Regions from separate parts of the Mus musculus genome. Here regions 1, 2, 3, 4, 6 and 7 are each linked to region 5. The links are chromatin contacts, called in public promoter capture Hi-C and targeted proximity ligation maps. All regions are on one chromosome and are shown on one strand. The core of a region is the stretch at or near the end of the contact, and the rest is flanking DNA. Distances in the headings are between cores, read along the strand shown.

Region 1 (2,983 bases), core at 40-2,539, 890 kb after region 5:
ATCAAACAAACAGAAACCCAGGAAAAGTCGAGAAAAGCATGTAATCCCAGCCTGGGCTACATAGTTAACAGGCTAGACAGAACGGGAAAAACAAAAAAAGGAGGGAAAGCATATACATGCACAAATGTGCCGAATTTGCACTCAAGCCTGGAGTGGCCATGCACACGAGAGGCTGACAGAGGGACTGTGGTGGGTTTGAAGACAGCCAGGGGTAAGTAACAAGTACTAGACCTACCTTTACAAAAAAAGAAAACTAGAAACAAACCATCACTCAGTATCACCAGGTTTATAGGCACAAATTCAAAGAGCACTCCAAAGCCTAGTTAAAAAGGTCCAATCCAGCTGGGCGGTGGTGGCGCACGCCTTTAATCCCAGCACCTGGGAGGCAGAGGCAGGCGGATTTCTGAGTTCGAGGCCAGCCTGGTCTACAGAGTGAGTTCCAGGACAGAGAAAACCCCTGTCTAAAAAATAATAATAAAACGGTCCAATCCATCAGTCTAGGGGACATAGGATGACGGTAGCGTTCGCTAAAAGAAAGAGTATTTTCCAACTCTGGATGGAGCCCCGGCACTAGGGAGCTTGCTTGGACAGTCACTGGAGAGGGGGCTGCCCACAGAGAGACTTGAGGCACAGAGCACCACGAAGCGATCAGAGTGGAAGGGGAAGGAGGCAGGGGAAACTTCTAGCTCCGGAGATGATGACCCAGTACCATGCTAAAGTTCTTACGGCTCTACGACTACCATCTTAGATGGCGCGAGAGGGTGGACGGCGCAGTCTCTACAGGTGCGCGTGCGCAGAGACCAGTAGCTGGCAGGCGGGACCGCGCACCCTCAATCAGTCCCTCCCGTGAGCCTTTGGAGGTTCCCAGGCAGGCCCCGGAAACAGCCCCTCTTAGTTTCCGGCAACAGGAACGGGGCGGTCGCGCGACCCGGAAGCGTTCCCATTTCGCGTCGTCTGGGCTAGGGTAGCGGCCCGGCTCCAGGCGGACGCAATAATCATGGGGTCGTCAAAGAAGCACCGTGGCGAGAAGGAGGCGGCCGGGACGACGGCTGCGGCCGGGACTGGGGGCACGACCGAGCAGCCGCCACGGCATCGCGAGCATAAGAAACACAAGCACCGGAGCAGCGGCGGCGGCAGCAGCGGCGGCGAACGACGGAAGCGGAGCCGGGAGCGTGGGAGTGAGCGCGGGAGCGGGCGGCGTGGGGCGGAAGCCGAGGCCCGCAGCGGCGCGCACGGTCGCGAACGAAGCCAAGCGGAGCCCTCGGAGCGGCGCGTGAAGCGGGAGAAACGCGATGACGGCTACGAGGCCGGTGAGGGCGGGGCCCGGGGGCGGGGCAGGGTCTTGGGATGCCCAGGACGGAGGGTACGGGAGGACCTCGAGGGCCATCTGCCTCTCGGGTTAAAGACGTCCTCCGGGTGTTTGGGGTTAAACGTTGACGTCTCCACGTTAAGCTTTAAGAAGACAGGAGTCTTCCTGCCTTCCCTGTCTTCCTGGCACTTCACAGCAATGCATTGGGTGGGTGAATGAGGTGGGACGAGCGTGTACAGACAATCGACCAATAGCTCATAGCGGAGACATGAAGCAGTAAGATAGGCTTGGGTCTGAACCAGCGCTGTAAGCCCTGTTGAGAAGTTTGGGCTTTGTTATGAGGATGGTAGGGAGCCAAGGATTTGAGTAAGCAAGTGACTTGAATTGCATGATATTTTATGAAGATCAGTGGGTTGAGAGCTTGTCAAACGTAGGACCAGAGATCAAGAGATCGGGAGGGAGGTCCAAGCAACCAGGTGAGGGCTAATAGTATGCATGTTTCTCTATGCAGCGGGCCGGAGAGAAGTGGACAGATTGAATAGGAATTCGGTCTGATTGGCCTGGTGAATGGAGGTGTCATCTGTTGGAACTGAGTTTAGAAGAGAAGCAGATTTGAGGCAGGGGAGAATGACACAGTTTTGGGAGAACTTTATGTTTGGTGTATATGGGAAACCTTACAGTTTAAGTGAGATAGAGTGACTTTGGGCTGGTGTGTATTCAGGAAACCAAAGAAGTGCCTTAGAACATGTGGAATGAGAACGAGAGTCAGGCATAGAACCTGCTAAATTCCAGTAGTTCAGTTGTGGGCAGAGGAACATGTTGAGGAGCATAAATAGTAGCCAGTGGCAGGAACCCACAGTCTGCCCATAGGATCTATGCAAAGAGAGCATTGCTGAAGTGTGATCCACCACAGGACATTAATCTTTTAAACAAAGGATTGTTTTTATGTTAATGCATTTGAGTATTTTACCCTCATGTGCCCGTGCCAGCAGAGGTCAGAAGAAGGCATCGGATCCCCTGGAACTGAATTAGATGGCTGTGAGTTGCCATATGGATTCTGAGAACCAAATTTGGGTCCTCTGTAAGAACAGCAAGTGCTCTTATCCCCTGAGACATCTCTCCAGTCTCCAGATCAGAAATTTTCTTGAAAGTAATCTGCTAGTTGGAAAAAGGGAGACTTGGGACTTGACAGTTCCCACAGAAAGTGGAGTGGTGCCAAGGCAGAGAAAGGGACTGTTGGGTTAAAGAAGAGAGTGACTGCAGTGGTTGAATACGGCAGAGATTTTTGAGAAGATGCCCTCCTGGTAGGGCCTGGTTGGGGGAGCTAAATTTGATGCATCTTCCTCTGTATGGTGTTTGTTGAAGTTCTCTTCTGTTTGTGGGATGGGTAGAGCAGGTCCAGGGTGCATGCCTGCTTATTTATGTTCTTGTTTATGTACATGTACCTGTTCAGCAGCCATGGATGAGCTGGGTTACCCTGAAAGGGGGGCTGGAAATGAAAAGGACTGGGTGCGAGAGAAGGATGAAGCCAAGACAAACGTTTCTGCACGGCTCAAAGTTCAATAGTCAGCCCTGCATTTATATAGGGAGAGCCCGCAGATTTGTTTCTGCTGGACTGAGCTGCAAAGTGAGCTCAGTGGGCAGTCTGCTCCTGTGGGAAGTTGACTCCACCTG
Region 2 (3,217 bases), core at 216-2,715, 850 kb after region 5:
GGCCCGTGGGCTCACCTTGGCCACCTGGAGACGGCCCTCAACTACAGCCCGGGCAATGCCAGCCCAGGCGTGGTCCAGCTTGAAGCCAGGTGACAGGTGAATCAGCCACTTGCCGGAGAGCACATGGTGGGTGATGGCCAGCTGGCGCAGGGTACCTGGTGTGATGGGTCGCCCACTGGTCTGCAGAGCCTCCCAGGCCGCCTGCAGCCCTTGTACATCCCCTGAGTTGGGGGTGTAACCCTGCCCATAGGCTGCAATCCAGCCCACAGGTTCAGAGTTGGGTGAACCTGGGTCCCCATAGCGAGTAACTTGAGATGGTGGGTACTTGGCCAACCAGGCATCCAGCTCTGTGGCAGGTGTGGTACGGGCATCAAATACCAGCCAGGGGTCCATATCGGCTGCCATGGCCTCTGCAGCCAGGTGCTCAGCAGTGAAGCCATCCTCCCGGCCACCTGGAGAGTCTTCCTCTTCCAGCTCCTCATTTGGTTCCATCCTGTTGTGAGGGAACTGAGTCAGAGGTTTGAGACAGTAAATAAAAAGTGCTGGGTCCTGGAGGGTGCCAGGCACTGCAGTAAACTGTGGCCCTGGGCAAGACATAATGTCTGTGCCTCAGTTGCTTCATCTTCACAATGGGTAACAACTGATCCTGTCTAGATTTGTCTCCAGAATAAGACGCCTGAGGTGGAGTAGCTATAGTTAGTACTACTTTCACTGCTTACAAACAAGGAAATTGAAACTCTTAAGAAAAGGGGCTTGCCCAAGGTCATGCCCGTAAAGAGCGCCAGAGCTTAAGTGTGAACTGGCACGGGGCTCGGCTACACCACCGGACTAGAGTCCTGCAAGGTAGCGCGGCGCTGCAATATAATGGACGTAGGCAAAACGCAGGGTCGCCAACCTCAGAGGATGGCTGTAGAGGGCCAGGCCTCCCCCGGTGAACGATTGGGGGCACCGTGAAACACCGAGGCTCTGAGCCCCAGAGAGGGCAGCGGCCCATCAGGGGGTCAATGGGTACCATCCAGACTCGAACCAGATAGGACCAGGCCTGCGCGAGGACCAGGCTCCAGCCCTACCACATCCGCCGCCATTAGTGCCCACAGCTTAAGGGTTGCCGTCCCTCTCGCCACCCCGCAGTCACCTCCGGCCTTCACTCCGTTCCGCGCCAACCCAACTTCGGGCCCGGCTCCGTTCCTGCCCGGGATCTGCTGCGCCGCCGCCGCCGCCGCCGCCACCCCCGCCGCGCCCCGCCCCTGCCACGGCCGCCGCCGCCGCCGCCATCTTAGGGTCCCGCCACCTCAACAACAACTTTATAGACAAACACAGTCACGGGGCGGGGCCAGAGGCGGAACCAGAAGGCTAGGGGCGGGGGCTCCAGGGGAAGGGGCGGGCAGCGTCCAGGGGCGGAGCCGGCGCGAGAATCCCGGGAGGTGCAGGTCTTCGGGAGGCGGAGCTAACGTTCGTACTTTAGCTTGGGGGGCGGGTGGGCGTGGCGGGCGAGCCCGGGGAAGGACGCGCACCGCCCCAGAGGATCCGAAGCCCAGCGCTCGAGTTTGGGGAGCTGCTTGTCTACGGGCGGCACTAGGACCCTGCGGGAAGTGGTGTAGGCGGAGTAAACGGCACCAGGACCCGGGGAGGGTGGGGGGGGGGACCGCGGCGGGCCGGCGGCGGACAGGCCCGGGGCCGGGAGGCTGCGGGCGGCGGCGCTGGGCCCGGCGCAACGAGAGGCCCCGAGATGCCAAGCAAGAAGAAGAAGTATAACGCGCGGTTTCCGCCGGTGAGCACGTGGCCCGGATGGGCCCCGGCAGGCAGGGCTCCCGGGAGGCTTGGGCCCAGGTCCTGCTGGTGGGGGGGGCGGGTGCCTTTAGGTGTTCACGGCCTGACGCCCCGCCCCTTCCATGCCCTCCTGACTTAGCGCCCCCCGCCCTCTTCTCCTTCTCCCGGGATACCCCCGGTTCCCTCTGTCCCCCGTGTTAGGGACGCAAGAGACGAGCTCTGTCCTCTTCCTTTCGGCAGGCGCGGATCAAAAAGATCATGCAGACGGACGAAGAGATTGGGAAGGTGGCGGCAGCTGTGCCTGTCATCATCTGTATCCTACTAGGGGCCGGTTGGGCTGAGGGGCGTGGGGCGGGACTGCGGCACTCCCCTTTTTGGATTCTCCTTGACGTCTTCAGCCCGGGCCCTTGAGCTCTTCCTGGAGTCCCTGTTGAAGAAGGCTTGCCAGGTGACCCAGTCTCGAAATGCCAAAACCATGACCACGTCCCACCTGTGAGTGGCCGCCGAGCTGGGAGGGGCTTTTGAGGAGGCAGAGTTCCGACAGGGGGAGTGGTGCAAGGCCCAGGGAGGCCAGCTTTGTGGATTTGGACTGATGCAGGAGAGATTAGGTGTTTCAGGTGCAGGGAATACAACCAGATCCGAGCCACCGGCCCTCCCAGGAGGCCTGGTGGAAGTAGGGGTGTTTTTAACGTTCCACTGTACTGACACGAAGAAGTTGTTTGTATCCTTCCCTAAGTGTTTTGGGGGCCCCATTTGAACCCCTTCCTTTCCCACTTCTTTAGGAAGCAGTGCATTGAACTCGAGCAGCAGTTTGACTTCTTGAAAGACTTGGTGGCATCAGTGCCTGACATGCAGGGGGATGGGGAGGACAACCACGTGGATGGGGACAAGGGTCCTCGAAGGTGGGTAGCCAAGACCCGGTATACAGGTGGGGAAGGCCAAGGCCACAAGGTTGGGGGTGGCTGGGGGATGAACCAGGAGGAGAGAGTCCTCGTGCAGATGGACTGTACCTTCCCGAAGGGGCCGGAAACCGGGCAGCAGCGGCAGGAAGAACGGAGGCACGGGAAGCAAAGGCAAAGACAAGAAGCTGTCCGGGACAGACTCTGAGCAGGAGGTGAGTGAGGCTGATGGGTGATGGCCTCAGCCTTGTCTGCTGCCTCTTGTTCCTCCATCTCCATTCCTCTCCCAGGGTCTGGGCTCCCCAGAGATGGGCCCGGGCCCTCTCATTAACCCTGACCCCTTCCGTGCTCTCAGGATGAGTCTGAGGATACAGATACTGATGGGGAAGAAGAGACACCACAGCTTCCACCCCAAGCCAGTCACCCTCCTGCCCACTTTCAGAGGTGAGCACCCCAGGAGCACCAGAAAGGGGCACGCCAAACTCCCCATAGCCAGTTAGGTTTGCTTCCCTGGCCACTTGATGGTGGCGGCTGACTTAGGGAATGGG
Region 3 (3,190 bases), core at 264-2,763, 980 kb after region 5:
ACCGCTTTTACCAGCTGTACTCTATCTGTCTGTCTCAGACCCCACCTTTCCTGCATCCTGCTCACCCCTCCTTTCCAATTACTCCTCCCTTGAGGACAGCTGGTGAAACGGAGGTGGCTAGGAAAAGATCTGAAGCGCGTGGGTGGGAAATGAGACCATTTGTGTTCCTCTCCTTTATTCATCACACACAAACCAAACAGGCTGTCATTGAGAGCGGCAGAACTAGGAGAGGGAAGGAGATAAAATAAATTGGTGGATGTTGGGCAGGCAAGGGTCATGGTGTCTTGCCCCAAGAAAGGTCCTGAGGTTTTTTTGTTTTTCCTACAAGAATATAAAGTCCCCAGGTTAGATACCCCCACCTCCCAACTCATTTATTAGCTGCCTCCTGGATGCTAAATACTTCAAGATAGAAGAAGATCAAGTTCCAGATCCTGTTTGGGGGAATGGAGGTGGGAATAAAGGACAGGAAAGACTTAAAAATGAAACAAAGACAATGGATTAGCTGGCAGCAGTAAGCCCAGTTTTCAAGAAGCAGAGGCAGGAGGATTGCCAAGAGCTAGAGGTTGGCTTGGGCTCGATTTTGTCCCAAGACAGTCTGAACTACATGACTCTTGATCTTCCACTCCATGAAATCGGGTGTGATAGTATATATCTGTAGCCTGCAAAGGATCAGAAGTTCTAGGGTAGCCTGGGCCACATATGGACACATTTGTCTTAAACAACAAAAACCTTGGGGCTTGAGAATTGGTGTTAAGAGCACTGTTGCTTTTGCAGAGGACCTGGGTTCGATTCACAAAAGTGTAACTCCAGTTCCAGATCTGACACTTCTGGCTTCTACAGATACCAGGCATGCAAGCGGTACATATACATATAATAAAACACCTGAAAGGTGGAAAATGTATTAATGAACATTCCTCGAAAGGGGGAAGGAAGCATTTGACAGAGAATACATTTATTTAAGACTTTTTCGAAGGTGCAAAAGGGGATTTTATTTTAGCAGTGCCCTTCCCCCAGGTCAGCAGCTGGAACTCAGCTTGGCGGTCCGTTCCTCCACCGGCTCCGATCCCCTTTCAGCCCATTCAAGCACGCCTGGGCGGGAGTGAGCAGACAAACACTGTTTTATCAGAGCCATCGGCACCAACCTCCCATTCGGGCGCCGGAAAGGAATCTCTATGAGCTCCTAGGAGAAATAAGCACCCAGGTCTCTCATCATTGAAGGGTGTCGGGACAGAAGACTTAGTATGTGTTTGGCCAGGAGAGAAGAAGAATGCATCTGCTCTGGGTAGAGTAAGCTCTTGCAGCCAGGCAGCGGATGTATTACTACTGCTGCATACCGGATGTCATAGCGAGCGTTCGTCCTCTAGATGGCGCATCCGCAAACTACAACTCCCAGAAGGCTCTGCAACCTCCGTTGGCGGCGATTCCTATTCCCCGGTAAGGGAAAGGGCGTGTGTTTGGACCAAGTTCTCTCCAATCACCGCGGGACGTGGATTACGCAACCGGAAGTTTCTGGAAGTAGGCCCGGCGGCTGACCCGAGCTTCCGTGTTGGTCTCGCGCCTTCTTGTGGCTAAGATGGCGGCGGAGCATCCCGAACCTCCCAAAGGAGAGTTGCAGTTGCCACCGCCTCCACCTCCAGGCCACTATGGAGCCTGGGCTGCGCAGGAGCTTCAGGCCAGATTGGCAGAGATAGGAGCGCCGATCCAGGGTGAGGCGCAGAGGCGGTCGAGAGGGGCCCTGCGTGGGCTTGTGGCGAAGTGGAGCTTGGTTACCCAGGAGACCCACGGGGCGGGGGGCGGAGACAGGCCTGTGGGACCTGACCTCGCCAAATTGGCCTGCTCGAGGTGATGCTGACCCCCTGATTCTGTGCTTCGTCCTATAGGGAGTCGCGAGGAGTTAGTAGAGCGGCTGCAGACCTACACCCGTCAGGTGAGTGTTGTCAGTGCAGGCTAGGTCTCACTTTTCCTGGAGGCCTTTAAGACTACTCACGGATGGATCTTCGTTTCTCTTCTCTTCTCTTCTCTTCTCTTCTCTTCTCTTCTCTTCTTTCTTTTTTCTTTTTCTTTTCTTTTTTTTTTTTTTTTTGGTTTTTTTTTTTTTTTTTGAGACAGGGTTTCTCTGTATAGCCCTGGCTGTCCTGGACTCACTCTGTAGACCAGGCTGGCCTGGAACTCAGAAATTCGCCTGCCTCTCCCAAATGCTGGGATTAAAGGCGTGCGCCACCACTCCGCGGCTGGATCTTCGTTTCATATACTTTTTTTGTTTGTTCTTTCGCGATAGGGTTTCTCAGTGTAGCCCTGGCTGGCCTCAAACTTAAGAGATCCTAATGCGTTTGCCTTCCGAGTGCTCCAGCACACCGGGCTAGGTCTTTTTTGTGTACTTCAACGCAGCAAGCCGGCTCTTGACCATTTTGTCAGTTCTTGGTTTTGCTTTATTGTAATTACTTCTACTCCTGTTGCTTTTCTCAGGTTCCAGCCCCAGTCTCTGTCAAGTGGGCACTGGGTACATTTTGTTAAGTAAATAAATGGAAGAGGAGGTTATGTAATGGAATACGTCCTTGTAGTCTGACCTAGAGCTCTCTTTTTTCTTGTAGACGGGCATTGTCCTGAATCGACCAGTTTTGAGAGGAGAAGATGGGGACAAAGCGGCTCCTCCTCCTATGTCAGCACAGGTAAGAGATTGCTTCGAGGATCTTTTCTGCTCAGGATAGCCATGTGTTGAGCTAGCAGATGGGACCGTAAGTTAAGGGTGAGGTCTAAGGAGACAAAATTGTGACCTCTTCACTTCTGATTTAGTGCTGCTACTGTTTTAATCCCCAATGTCTACTCCTCCAAATTTGACTTATCACTCAAGATTCCACTAGAATATCTGGAAATGTTCCTTGATCCTTTCTCAGCTGGAAGTGGTCATGCTTTCTCCTGCCAGGTATAGCTCCCAAAGTTATTGAAACGGTAAAGGATAATGCCCTGACTTGAATAATATACTCCCTGCATCTAGTACAACGTAGATATCCTATGCCTTGGAATGTTGGTTATTACTTTTTTTTTAACTTATTTTTATGTATATAAGTGTTTTGTCTGAATTTGTATTTTGTCCAAGTTTCTACCTGTGCGTCACGTGCATGCAGTGTTTTAGGAGGCCATTGAAGGGCGTTGGGTCATTCTGGGGCTGGAGTTACAGAACTGTGAGCTT
Region 4 (2,868 bases), core at 121-2,620, 870 kb after region 5:
TAGCAGCCAGTGTTGGAGTCTTCTAAAGTCACTAAAGAAATCTCTGCTAGCCTGGCATGAAGGCACACACCTTTAAGAAAATTTGAGGCTAGCCTGAGCTGCAGAGTAAGATAGTGGAGGTGACCCCCCTAAAACATAAAATAGGGGATAGTGAGGTGACTCAATGGGGAAAGTGCTCTCTGTGCAAGCCGGATGACATGAGTTCAATTCCCAGAACCCACATGAAAGTGGCAAGAGAGAACAAAGTTGACTTCTGACCCCACATACATGCTGTGGCAGTAGCCACCCCCTTCCTATCATGCACACACAATAACAATAAAAATAAATAGAACAAATGAATGAGTGATTTAAAATAAAGTGACTGGTTTTACGTCACCGTCAGATCTCTGAGCTTGACTCACTCTTACTTTGTGTTCGCCTCTCTGAACTTGATTTAGAACAACACAGTTGCTGCTCTCCTGGCCAGTGGAGCCCCTACCATCGAGCACAGAGGGAAGCGTCCTTCCTATCCTCACCCTCTACTCCAAACTCCTGCTCTCCTATTGTAAAGGGATGGGAGGAGAACGGTGGTAAAGGAGGAGTGGGCATGACTGGCTCCTCCAGGTGCTGGATAAAGCTACTCCAGCAAGATAAAGCTACTCCAGCAGGAAGAGATGCTCAGCAGATGGGAGAGTGTACCACAGATGGGAGAGTGTACCACAGATGGGAGAGTGTACCACAGATGGGAGAGTGTACCACAGATGGGAGAGTGTACCACAGATGGGAGAGTGTACCACAGAGGGTTCAGCTTCCAGGTCCCACATAGCGGCTCATAACGATCTGTAACTTCAGTTTCAGTGACCAGCGCCCTCTTCTGGACTCTCTGGGCATGTGGGGCACGGACATACACGCAAGCAAAACATCCTTACACATTTAAAGAGTTTAAACTACAAAAGCTGTTCTTATCTGTGGGTGCTGCCTGTGTTTTCTGGGACACCTTTCCAGATCGACCCCAACTTCAGCAAATGGTAGCCCCTATGTTTCGATGGCTCTGATTTTCTTCCCTCTGGCACACGCAGACCCATTCTATGGGGGCTCCCCTCACAGGATCCGTTTTTTTACCTTAGGGTTAGTCAGTCTCCACTGCCAGGCCATACGCTTGCTGGAGGTCACGGCACTACTGACGCCCTGGGCCACCACAACACCAGTGAGCCTCTTGAGCTTTCTTAGAGCACTTAGTACCAGATTTAGAATTAGAAGACAATTCACCAGTCAGGCGTGTGGTGCAGGCCTTTAGTCCCAGCACCCAGCAGGGGCAGGTGGATCTTTGAGTTTGAAGCCAGCCTGGTCTACAGAGTGAGTTCCAGTCCAGTCAAGGTTACATGTTGGGAGCCGCCCCCACATTCGCCGTCACAAGATGGCGCTGACATCCTGTGTTCTAAGTGGTAAACAAATAATCTGCGCATGTGCCAAGGGTATTTTACGACTACTTGTACTCTGCCTTTCCCGTGAACGTCAGCTCGGCCATGGGCTGCAGCCAATCAGGGAGTGATGCGTCCTAAGCGAAGGATAACTCCTCCTTAAAGGGGACGGGGTTTCGGCCATTCTCTCTTGCTCTGCGCGCCCGGCGCTCTGGCTCCTAAAGATGTAAACAATAGAGCGCGCTCTGCGCTTTGGCGCGCCGGAGCTCTGGCTCCTAAAGATGTAAGATTGGGGTGGCTTTCGCTTTTGGGGCTGGGGGTTTGCGCTCCTGGCTCCTGAAGATGTAAGCAATAAAGTTTTGCCGCAGAAGATTCTGGTTTGTTGTGTTCTTTCCTGGCCGGTCGTGAGAACGCGAATAAGAGTTACACAGTGAAATCATGTCTTGAAAAAAAAAACAAACATAAAAAAGGAGGAGGAGGAGGAGGAGGAGGAAGAGGAGGAGGACAGGAAGAGGGAAAGAAGACAGTTTAGTAGCTTCAGGTTTGAGATCTCAGCAGGATACCAGCTGTTTCCAAACTGATGTCATTACCAACTCACTCTCTCAAAATTTACCCTAGAGGCTGGCAAGACACCTCAGCGGGTAAAGGAGCCACGAAACATAACGTCAACCTAAGCTTGACAGCTGAGACTCACACGGCAGAAGGGGAGAACTGACTATAAGTTATCCTCCCAGTGGTCACATGCATCCCAGACCACACACCCCAGCCTATCCACAAATAGATAAATAAGTGTAAAAGTCTAAGAAATCTACCCTTGCACCGGGAGCACGTTTCAGGAGGCAGGGTGCGTGCCTGGGATGCAAGAAGCCTTGAGTTAAGGGTCCAGCACCAAATAAACCAGGCACAGTGGCGAGCACTGTAATCTCCACGCTAGGGAGGTGGAGGCAGGAGGATCAGAAGTTGAAGTTTATCCTTGTCTGTATAGCAAGTTCAAAGCTAGCCTGGGCTACATTAGACTCTTTCTTAGATAGATAGATAGATAGATAGATAGATAGATAGATAGATAGATAGATAGATAGAATCCAATTTGAATCCATTCATACTTCTGACAAGGATGAGGGTCAAAAGTGGCAGAGTGTGGATCAGGCTGGGGCTGGAGAGACAGCTCAGAGGATAAGAGCACTGGCTGCTCTTCCAGAGGATTTCGGTTGGGTTCCCAGCACCCACATGGAGGCTCACAACTGTAACTCCTTTCCAGATCCAGTGTTCTCTTCTGACCTCAGCAGGCACTGAATTCATGTGATATACATACAGATATACTTGTGGGTAAAACACCCATACATATCAAGTAAAAATGTCAATATTTTTTAAAAAATTAAAAACAATTAAAATGTGGCACACACTTACAGTTCCAGCACTTGGAGCCTGGGCAAGAGGATCAAGAACTCAAAGCCAGCCTGGGTTGCAC
Region 5 (3,223 bases), core at 269-2,768:
GACCTGGAAAGCAGGATTCACATTCTTTCCAAGGCTGTTCCCCTAGGCAGAATGCAGAAGTCGAAAGGCATGTAGAGTCACTCCTTGAAAGAGGGAGCAGAGAGGGCAGGGTCTGTGAGTCCTGTCATACCTCCTGTGGGAGGAGTCTGGGATGCCCCAATGCCCTTAAAGATCCTGGGTGTTAAGAGCTCCTCAGGCAGGCCACTGTGATTCATTCATAGCATCCTGAGGGGCTGACTCTAACTCACCGGGAACTGGTTAAGCTGAGACTCCAGGAGACACACGAAGTCTATCCAATCTATCCTAGACTATGGGTCTGGTCATTTCAGGAGCCACAGTGTTACCACCCCCTGAAGTCCCTGAAGTCTCCTGAGGCAACACTGACTTAAGCTTTTTTTGTTTTGTTGTGTTTGAGACAGGGTTGTCTCCTGTACTCCTGGCTGGTTTGGCATTCACGTAAGTGCTGCTTTTAGGAGGGGTGTTGGGACTCCTTCATCCCCTGCCTTCAAAGGGGGCTGCCCCCAAATCAGCAGACCAAAGCATAGCCTCCGCGCCCTTCCTACACAAAACCACTGGTCCCTGGAGATGTGACGCAGAGAGTGACACACTAGCAAAAGGAACATCTAAGTCTCGAGGTTTCCCAGGACACACACTTTAAAAACGGACCCCAGAGGAGGAGGGGGATTCATGAGAATGAGCTGGGTGCCTCCAGAATGAGGAACAAGAAAGGGGGGACAGCAATGGTTCATCTTCTCACAGCAGCCCCCCGCTCTGTGGGAAGTAGGTCTGGGGTCTGCAGGAGGATGTGAGAGTTAAACTGAAAACCTGGAAGGTTCTGGGAATGACAGAAGCCAGAAGAGTGGACGATGCCTAGTCTCTAACTTCTCTCGGGTAGTTAGTGGGACGCAGCAAAGCCGGTGTCCCTGGGAGTGGTCGCCTAGGGTCTGGCGGGGGCTCTCGGAGACAAAGGCCGGCTGGGGGCAATGGCTCCGGAGGCCTTTGGTATCCTCGCGCTGGGGGGCAAGGGGTGGGTACCTGTTGAGGAAGGCGTTGCCGAAGGCGTTGAGCTTGCGGAAGGGGCGCCGCGGGTCCACGACGAGCGCGTTGCCGGGCACCACGCCCTCGGTGGGGCCGTGCATGACCGCGATGAAGGAGTCGGTGGTGGGCTCCGGCCCGATGCGCATCCCCGGGAAGTCCTGCTCGATCAGGTGGCGGATGAAGGTGGTCTTGCCGGTGCTGTACTGGCCGACCAGGAGCACCATCGGCTTGTTGTCGAAGTCAGCGTCCTCCAGCGCGGGCGAGTGGAACTCGTGGAAGCGATAGTGCTCCTCCAGCGGCAGCAGCTTCTGCGCGTACAGCTGCCGCAGCCCCTCGGCCACCGTCTGGAAGAGCTCCGGCTCCTTCTTGCGGCGGGCATCCTTGCTCACCCAGCTGAACATGATGCCGGAGACGGGGCTGGCTGCTACAGGACGGAGCGGTGGCTGAGCGGGACTGGGGCGCGCGGCCGAGGAGGGGCCGGCCGGCCGGCGGAGGGCAGAGGGGCAGGGGGCGGGGCGCTGCCCGCACCGCGCAGGCGCAGGCTCGAGGGCCGGCGTGAGGACCACGACAGCGCCCTCTGCCGAGGGTCGCGCGAACCTCGTCGAGCCGCCCCTTTATAATAAGCCGGAGCCCGGCGTTCCCGCACGCTGGCCGCCGCCTCGAGGCTGGCCCGAGAGGAGGCGGGGGAAGAGCCCTCCAGGCCCCGCCCCATTCGCGTGCCACGTCCTCTTCTGCTTCCCATTAGCTGATTTCAAATATCGCGAGCTCGTGGCTGCGGTGCCTTGGCAACCGCACCTGTTTTGCTCCGCCCCTCGAGGGATGGCTCGTGGAAGTGTGGCGGTCGCGGGTGCCAGAGTCTGGCGTCGAGATGTACTAAGTCTGAGCACCATCTAGCACGTGTGGGCTTCCGGACACCCCCAAGTACTTCAGCTGCGCTCCCCAACTGCAGTGTTTCCGCTGGCTAGGAACTCCCAAAAGCATCGGGAGCCTCACCCTTTGGTCTTTTAGCGACTCTGGAGAGGGACAGGACAGCGGGAATAGGGAAAGCCGAGGGAGTACAGGACACCGGGAAGAGGAATATCGGTAAGGAAGGAGGAAGAGTGCGCTGGGACTCCACTCAGACTGATGGGAGAGGGACACGGCAATGGAAACAATTGACGTGACCTAGCGGGGAGTTTTCACCAAGGCGGTGCCAGCTGCGGAATGGGGTAAAAAGTTGCAGCTTTCTGGCTAGATGAGTTTGGAGGAAGTGAAATCGGAAATACCCTTTGTAAGGAAGAGGGGCAGTGTTGAGCAACAATGAAATGTTGTGGGAACTTAGGGGAAATTAAAAGCCCCAAAATTTCCGCTTTCCTGTCAGGGACACCACCAGTACCATCTCTTGTTCCGTTCTGAGTCCCAACCTGTTTCCAGTTGGTAGCTGTTCCCCACCATCATACCTGGCCACACCTAAGCCCCCTTGGCTGTGTCTGCTGGTGTCTAGTGGGTGATGTCAGAGATTTGGGGACTATGATTGTTAGGTAACTAATATCAGGTCACCCAAGTGGCAGGAGGATCTAAGGGCCATTGGAGAAGTCTAAAAGGCACCGGAGGAGTTGTTTAGCACACAGTTGTGGTCTCAACTGTTTGGAAAGGTTGGAGGATCACTTGAACCCATCGATTTGAGGCCAGCCTCGACAACAGACGCTGTCTTAAAAGAAAAAAAAAAAAAGACAAAATATTTATCGATGAGGCTAAATTCATAGCTTAGTGGTAGAAGCACTTGCTTAGCGTGCACAAGCCAGTAGGGCCCATCCCCAACAGCACTAGAGCCAACAGAAAATCATGGGAACTTGAAAGCCTTGGATCCCACTTGAAAACTTTGATTTGGAAGCCTGTGAGCTAGACACCTATGTGGGGTTAGGCGGGGAGAAAACAGTGGGATCTCACAGGAAGAAAGAGCCGTGTGTATATTGAGGGATCTCAGTCAAGTGGGATCCAGAGAAGGCAAGGTGGGAAGGTTCAGAGATCATTGCCAGAGACAAGCAAATCCCAGCCTGCCTGCAGGCTCTGGGCCAGGCTTCTTCTTTGATCTGGAGTTTCTCCTTTTTTGTGTGGTGGGGGGGGTATTGTGAGTGTGCCATTTGGTGAGTGTGCTATGGGGGTGTGAGTGTGCTATGGGGGGGTGGGATGAGTGTGCTATGGG
Region 6 (3,064 bases), core at 398-2,897, 910 kb after region 5:
TCCACCTCATGCAGATTGTTCCCAGGAGTCCTGAGGACCTGGTCCAGGAAAAAGCGAGAACTAGCCACTTCATCAGTTAAATCAAGCATGCTCCGACCTGCACTGAGCCTTCCCTTTCCACACCCAGCGGTGCAATGGGAGCATTGGGAGGAGGACGGGAAGCCCGAGACAGGCGGCACTCACTTTCACTATTTGCTGGTGGTCAGAAGGCACCATGTGCTCCCCCAGCACCTCCTGCACCACATGCTTCCTCTTGCTGGCCTGAGACATGCTGGTTTCTGTCCAGGGTTGTTAGGGTGCACAGACTGTCAGTTCTTCTTCCAGAATTATTTGGATGCCAGCCTTAGAAGCCAGGACTGCTTTCAAGAGAAGCAGCCTTATACGAAAAAGTGCCACCTCGCCCTGTTAAAAACATGCACTTTAGGGGACAGCAGGACTTGCTGCTCTGGCAGAGAACCAGGTATGGTTTCCAGCCACAGGGGATTCAACGCCCTCTTTTGAGACACACATGCAGGTAAAAACACTAATACACATAAAACATGAATGAAATCATTGAAAGACAAATCACAGACTTAGCCAGGTGCTGGTGTATATCTTTATTCTTAGCACTTGGGAGGGAGAGGTAGGCAGAAATTTGTTGAGTCCTGGGCCAACCTAGTCTACATAGGGAGACCGTAAACCAAAAACAAACAAGCAGGACCTTCAAGGGCCAGGGAGATGTCCTATGAGCCAGCACCCACATCAGATGGTTCACAACCACCTTTAACTCCAATTCAAGGGCATCCACCGCCCTCTTCTGGCTTCCGAGGGCACTCACAACACCACCCATGGGGGACATCTTTAAAAAAAAAACAAACCAAACCAGGAAACACAGGTTTTATAGTGTCAGCTGAGACGTCAGGGTGGCTCAAGCCTTCGATCTCAACACTAATCCCAACCCACGGAGCACGGGGCCGGCCCTCTCAATAACAAAGAAAAACTAAGTAAATCGGCGAGATCACGGAAACTACCCAGCACAGGGCAAGCCCTGAGTCCTACGTCTCAGTCCTGTTAGGACGGCGACGCCTCCCCCTCCCAGGCCGATCGGTCATCCCGCCAAGCTCTCTGAGCGAAATCTAAGGTGAGCTGCGTTCCGCCACAGGCTTCAACACCCAAGGCAGGAGAGCCACACAACGACGGCCTCCCGACACATCCCAGGCACGGAGCGACCGACGCGGCGCCCAGCACGAGAGCTGCCCACGGAACTCACCCGCTCGGCGCCACACCAGCACGCTCCGCTTTCCAGGTTGACGGCGACAGTAGCTCGTCCACGACGCGCCTCGACAGCGAGGGACCAAAGAGCAAACAACTGTGACCTGCAGGTGGCCCCGACGGTAACGCCGGTCTGGACGCTCGGCCCCAATCCTCCGTTGTTCCTCCCTCCCGTCTGCCGGTCTGAGGTGACAGACCTGAGGAAACCGCGCCGGGAATTGCGATTCCGGGGCGCTCAGAGGTCCTCCGGATTTCCCGCCCCCTCTTCGTCCGTCCCTTTAACTCTTCCCTCCATCAAGTGAGGCAAGCCTAAGTTCCGAGTGCGGGGCAGGAAAACGCATTCTCCTCGGAGGTCTCGATCCCACAGACCGGAAGGGCCGCTGGAGAAACAAAAGCCATCGAAAGCCGGATGGCTTCTTGAGAGGAACCGGAAAACAGCGACCCCCGTGGGCGCCGCGGCTGGCGATTGCGCGTCAACTCTATGGCTCCGGGTAGCTAGACCTGCCCAGTTTGGGGATTAGTTTTGAAGGTCGCGCATAAAACGACCCGGAAGCGGAAGTCGAGGAACCGTCTCGTAGCTTGAGGTCTGGGCGGGAGCGGCCGAGTGGCGCGAGGAGCCGTTACCAGAGCCGGAGCCTCCGGTGAGCGTGAGAAGCGGAGTGGTGCTCCGGCTGGCGTGCGGTGGCGGCGCGCAGAGGCGGGAGGGAGGGGAATCCATCGCGGAGGCGCGCCTTTGCAGCGGGGCAGCCCGAGTCTGCGGGAGGGGCGATGCGCGGTGTGTCCGGGTGGCGGCGCGTGGAGGGGGCGGGGCGCTCGGAGCGGGGCGGGGCCTCAGGGCGGGGCCTGCGGGACCTGAGAGGCGTGGAAGAGGCCGGCAGCCCGAGTGAGGGCGGCGAGGCTGGCGAGAGCCGCGTGCTGTTCCTACCACGTGTTAGTTCCCAACGGGGTCAGTGTCTGTGTAGCCAGGGTCGCGGGCTGTGAGGGCTTCAGGGCGGACCTTGACTACTGAGTCTGGGAGTCGCTCTGTTGCCTTAGGTGCGCCACCAGCTAGTGCAAGCTGATATATCCAATATACCCAAAACCAGGACCCACGGAAAGTGGAAATTTCCGAATAGCCGGGGATGGGTTGGGGGGACTCAAGGGAGCAGCCACAGTAGCTGTGGTAGGATATTGCCCTTGGGACTTGTGGTCTTCAGCCCTAACCTACTTTTCTTTTTTTTTTTTTTTTTTTTTTGGCGGGGGGGATTCCCAGGTTAAGCCTGATCACGATGACAACCTCCCAAAAGCACCGAGACTTCGTGGCAGAGCCCATGGGGGAAAAGCCAGTGGGGAGCCTGGCCGGGATTGGTGACGTCCTGAGCAAGAGGCTGGAGGAAAGGGGCTTTGACAAGGTGTGGGGGGGCTGCAAATGCCAGGGAGGGGTAGGAGCGAAGGTTGGCAACAGGTGGTACCACGCAGATTGGGAGTGAGGCCCACACATGTTTGGGGGGTACCTGGGGAGGCATGGTGCCTCCTTCATTTTTGTGTTTTGTTGAGACAGGGCTTCTCAGTGCTAGGATTAAAGGTGTGGCTCACTGTCCCCTGCCCTTTTGTGTGTTTTAAATATCACGAAAATGAAACTAGGCATAGTGGATTGTGCTTATGACCCTAACACTTGGGAAGTTGAGCTAAGAGGATTCCCGTGGGATTTAATGCCAGCCCTGACAACAAAGGAACAAACCCTGTCTTTCTTTTTTTTTTTTTTTCGAGACAGGGTTTCTCTGTGTAGCCCTGGCTGTCCTGGAACTCACTCTGTAGACCAGGCTGGCCTCGA
Region 7 (3,165 bases), core at 339-2,838, 930 kb before region 5:
ACCTTTGTTCCATCTCCAGGACCCATGTAAAAGTGGAGAGAATGGGTTTTATAAAATTGTGCTCTTTCACACAAGCACTTTGGCACACACAGCCTTCCACACACTATAGACACAATAATAAAAATTTTAACAAAGGAATGATAGCTGATGACAAAGGACACGATTTCTTTTTGGCTCCTTCCCCCCTTTTATTTTTTCTGTTTTTGTTGTTTTTTGAACAGGGTTTCTTTGTATAGCAATCCCCCCTTTTGTTTTTATTTATTTATTTATTTTGATACAGGGTTTCTCTATGTAGTCTGTGAGTCTGAAACTCACTGTGTAGACCAGGCTGACCTCTACTCAGAGATCCACATGCCTCCCTAGTGCTGGAATTACCATGCCTAGTCTGTACTTGATTTTTCTAAAATTTTTTTGGTTTTTCAAGACAGGGTTTCTCTGTGTAGCCCTGGCTGTCCTGGAGCTCACTCTGTAGACCAGGCTGGCCTCGAACTCAGAAATCCTCCTGCCTCTGCCTCCCAAGTGCTGGGATTAAAGACATGGGTCACCACAGCCCGGCCTGATTTTTCTAAATCTTTAAGAGTGCTTTCCACCCTGGCCTCCAGTTACCTGGACTGGTAGACCGACCATACAGGAGCTGGAGTTGGGACTAGTAAGGACAGAGAACTGATATTCTGGAGGGTAAAAGGAATCTGTGTGGCTCAGTGATGGCTATAGCCAGGCTACCAAGAAGTAAATGCCTTTTCCTGCAAACGCTCTGGTGTTTGCTTTTCAGGGTACACAGGGCCTGCAAATGGGAATGTCCATTTCTCAGAATGGAGACATAACTCAAAGAAAATGGGTAGCTTCGGCAAAAATTAGCAAAGATGGCCACTTTTTGGCTCAGGTTTTGTTTGGTTTGGTCTGGTCTGTTTGAGACAGGGTCTCTTGTAGCCAAGCCTTGCCTGAAACTCCACGATTACCTTGAACGCCGGATCCTCCATTCTTTCTCCACCTTTCACATGTTCGGATTATGGACTCAAATTCTTGCTTTTAAGTGGCTCTGCTTTCTCAAATACGAGGACATATAGCCTAAAGTTAGGTCGAGGGTTTTGGTTTTGGTATCAAGGGAAGATGCTCCCCGTGCTGGAAACAGGTCTTTACAGCTTTAGAGAACAGGCTCAGTGGTGAGAGGCGAGAGGCCGCGAAGGCTCCGAAGGGCGTCAGGAGGTTGTCACCACTTCCTGTCTCGAGGTGGCTCTGCGCTCCGCACTGCAGCTACCGTCCTGTACCTTGAAAGTACGCGCAGCTGGGATTAACCTTCTAGTGACTTTAATTCCATCTTGTTCCTTATCTTAGTTACACAACCTGCGTTTCAAACTTCAGTATACAGAAAACAGAAATGACTCGAGGAGGTCCTTAGCCCCGCAGGACCTTTGGGAAAGTGGAATGTGGAAGCGCGCGTGGCGTCCCCCCAAGCTCTCCAGGGCAGCAGGAGCAGCCCAGGCCCTGACGACTGCCAAAGGGAGCCTGTTGCTAGGGGCGTTGCGAAGGAGGGGCCACAAGGAGGGGCTCCCTTCCGGGAGGAGGGCAATTAATAACCCGGAAGCGATCGCCAGTGCGGCGCTGTTTAAAGATGGCGGCGGAGGAACCTCAGCAGCAGAAGCAGGAGCCACTGGGTAGCGACTCCGAAGGTACGAACGGAGGGAAGGATGTCCTTCCCGGGCTAGCGGGGGCAATCCACGGCCCGCCGTTCCCGAGGAACTCGGGGAGTCAGGGCCCTGGGGAGTAGGCGCAGCGTGCGACCGAGCCCTTCCCCGCGTCTCCTCCCCTCCCCCTCACAATGGAAGCAGGGCCGCGGCGACCCCCGGCCGGGCGGGGCGGCCGGGGCCGGGGCTCGGCCTCTCGCGCACGCCTGGGGCGGGGCCTGGGCCGCCCCGCCTCCGCCGGTCCCGTGGCCTCGGCCGGCTCCCACAGTCAGCCCGCCGGAGACCTAGCAGTCAAGCCGAGGCCTAGGCCGGGGCCGAGCTGCTGAAAGGCGTTGAGGAACGCCGGGCTTCCAAGGACGAAGTCCCTGCTGGGCCGTTCGGGATGCCATTGGCGGCTCTTTGCCTTAGAGCTTGTGCTGGCCTTACAGCACCTTTGAGCGGATCCAGGCATTGTTTTCCTAGATTCTTGGTCTTTAAAAAAAGACAGAAACCAGTCACACCTTCTCCCTGTCTCCCGAGAACTTGAGCTCTAGGGGTTGAGTAAGTCTGTTGAGTGGGAGGGACAGTCCTGTTGTAGGACATGGTGGGAAGCTCAGCTGAGAACCTAGGATAACCAGGCCCCAAAGGATTGGCTTTAAAAAGCCAGTCATACTCGCACACCCTACTCTAACTCCACACTATATTCTAGAGGTTGAGGACTAGGAAACCCAGATACGCAGAAAGAAATTGTTCTCCATCACATCTAAGAAGGATCCAAGACTAGAAACTCCTACAATAGCTGCTTAGAGTCCTCAGAACGAACGTCCCGAATCCGTGGATGACTCTAGAGAGTGCTTAGGTAGTAGTTGCTGCTGGCAGGATCCCAGCATATTTTGATGATGGGAGCAAGGTGATGGCATTAATCCATTCTAGAGGTGAGGGGAGAGGACTTTGGCAAGTGACATGTCCAAGAGCTCAGACTGGAATTTTACAAATGTGGACTTGACCTTGGACAAGATGGAGTTACCTCTGGTTTTTGTTTTTTGTTTTTTAATTTGGAAAATGAACAATACAGGGGACCACAGAAGGACAAAGGGCGTGTCTCAGTAAAGTGCATGCTTACAGGATGCACTCATTCTTCCTAGGGCTCCACCCCTTCATCCTGCTTTCTCCCAGAGCTCCCTTCCCCAGAGCATTCCCTAGATGCTACACAGTGCTTTTAGAAGGCAGGGAGGAAGGAATATCGGGGCTGCAAGAGAGCTTTGGGGGTGATCTTTACTTGTCATTTTACTTATTTATTTATATTTATATTTACTTATTTCTTGAGGTTGCTAGGGCTTCACACCTGCAGGACAAATATATCTTTACCACTGGGTCTCAAGCCCAGCCCTATTTTTTTTTTCTTCCAAGATAAAGGCTTGCTATATTTCCAGAGCTGATCTCTAACTCCTAGGCTTCTTAATCCTGCTCTGGTCTGTAATTGCTCCCTTGTTTACTTTTA

Evidence for each region. Promoter capture Hi-C pulls out the DNA fragments that hold promoters and counts their contacts. Capture Hi-C pulls out chosen DNA fragments and counts their contacts.
Region 1: a promoter capture Hi-C map of pre-B cells shows a contact between it and region 5, with 2.2 times the contacts expected there. A contact is called at or near these places in 2 of 39 promoter capture datasets (liver and pre-B cells), 2 of 130 datasets of targeted methods (bone marrow-derived dendritic cells and embryonic stem cells) and 1 of 9 other capture datasets (macrophages).
Region 2: a targeted proximity ligation map of pancreatic cancer cells shows a contact between it and region 5. A contact is called at or near these places in 1 of 39 promoter capture datasets (erythroid cells) and 1 of 130 datasets of targeted methods (pancreatic cancer cells).
Region 3: a contact with region 5 is called in a targeted proximity ligation map of pancreatic cancer cells. A contact is called at or near these places in 3 of 130 datasets of targeted methods (bone marrow-derived dendritic cells, bone marrow-derived macrophages and pancreatic cancer cells).
Region 4: a targeted proximity ligation map of bone marrow-derived dendritic cells shows a contact between it and region 5, with 3 times the contacts expected there. A contact is called at or near these places in 3 of 39 promoter capture datasets (fetal liver, liver and pre-B cells) and 3 of 130 datasets of targeted methods (bone marrow-derived dendritic cells, regulatory T cell precursor and stem cell-derived neural progenitor cells).
Region 6: a promoter capture Hi-C map of pancreatic islet shows a contact between it and region 5. A contact is called at or near these places in 1 of 39 promoter capture datasets (pre-B cells), 3 of 130 datasets of targeted methods (bone marrow-derived dendritic cells, embryonic stem cells and pancreatic cancer cells) and 2 of 9 other capture datasets (adipose tissue and pancreatic islet).
Region 7: a targeted proximity ligation map of pancreatic cancer cells shows a contact between it and region 5.

What each region holds. Positions count from the first base shown.
Region 1 is chr19:5,386,642-5,389,624 of GRCm38.p6, reverse strand. It overlaps D330050I16Rik (RIKEN cDNA D330050I16 gene), which reads right to left and starts at 1,289. Exons shown (of 1, transcript NR_033224.1): 1 at 1-1,289. Sart1 (squamous cell carcinoma antigen recognized by T cells 1) reads left to right here and starts at 922. Exons shown (of 20, transcript NM_016882.3): 1 at 922-1,310. The coding sequence starts at 998.
Region 2 is chr19:5,423,227-5,426,443 of GRCm38.p6, reverse strand. Drap1 (Dr1 associated protein 1 (negative cofactor 2 alpha)) reads left to right here and starts at 1,465. Exons shown (of 7, transcript NM_024176.2): 1 at 1,465-1,771; 2 at 2,011-2,083; 3 at 2,169-2,262; 4 at 2,553-2,672; 5 at 2,791-2,884; 6 at 3,025-3,113. The coding sequence starts at 1,730. AI837181 (expressed sequence AI837181) reads right to left here and starts at 1,300. Exons shown (of 2, transcript NM_134149.2): 1 at 1,136-1,300; 2 at 1-493. The coding sequence starts at 1,275.
Region 3 is chr19:5,293,778-5,296,967 of GRCm38.p6, reverse strand. It overlaps Sf3b2 (splicing factor 3b, subunit 2), which reads left to right and starts at 1,513. Exons shown (of 21, transcript NM_030109.2): 1 at 1,513-1,706; 2 at 1,881-1,927; 3 at 2,592-2,669. The coding sequence starts at 1,574.
Region 4 is chr19:5,405,317-5,408,184 of GRCm38.p6, reverse strand. It overlaps 4930481A15Rik (RIKEN cDNA 4930481A15 gene), which reads right to left and starts at 1,370. Exons shown (of 4, transcript NR_027938.2): 1 at 1,102-1,370.
Region 5 is chr19:6,275,191-6,278,413 of GRCm38.p6, reverse strand. Ehd1 (EH-domain containing 1) reads right to left here and starts at 1,518. Exons shown (of 5, transcript NM_010119.5): 1 at 1,036-1,518. The coding sequence starts at 1,439. Gm14963 (predicted gene 14963) reads left to right here and starts at 1,836. Exons shown (of 2, transcript NR_168273.1): 1 at 1,836-2,121.
Region 6 is chr19:5,365,396-5,368,459 of GRCm38.p6, reverse strand. It overlaps Eif1ad (eukaryotic translation initiation factor 1A domain containing), which reads right to left and starts at 1,647. Exons shown (of 6, transcript NM_027236.2): 1 at 1,250-1,647; 2 at 184-402; 3 at 1-38. The coding sequence starts at 270. It overlaps Banf1 (BAF nuclear assembly factor 1), which reads left to right and starts at 1,584. Exons shown (of 3, transcript NM_011793.3): 1 at 1,584-1,892; 2 at 2,504-2,642. The coding sequence starts at 2,520.
Region 7 is chr19:7,204,707-7,207,871 of GRCm38.p6, reverse strand. It overlaps Otub1 (OTU domain, ubiquitin aldehyde binding 1), which reads left to right and starts at 1,588. Exons shown (of 7, transcript NM_134150.2): 1 at 1,588-1,670. The coding sequence starts at 1,613.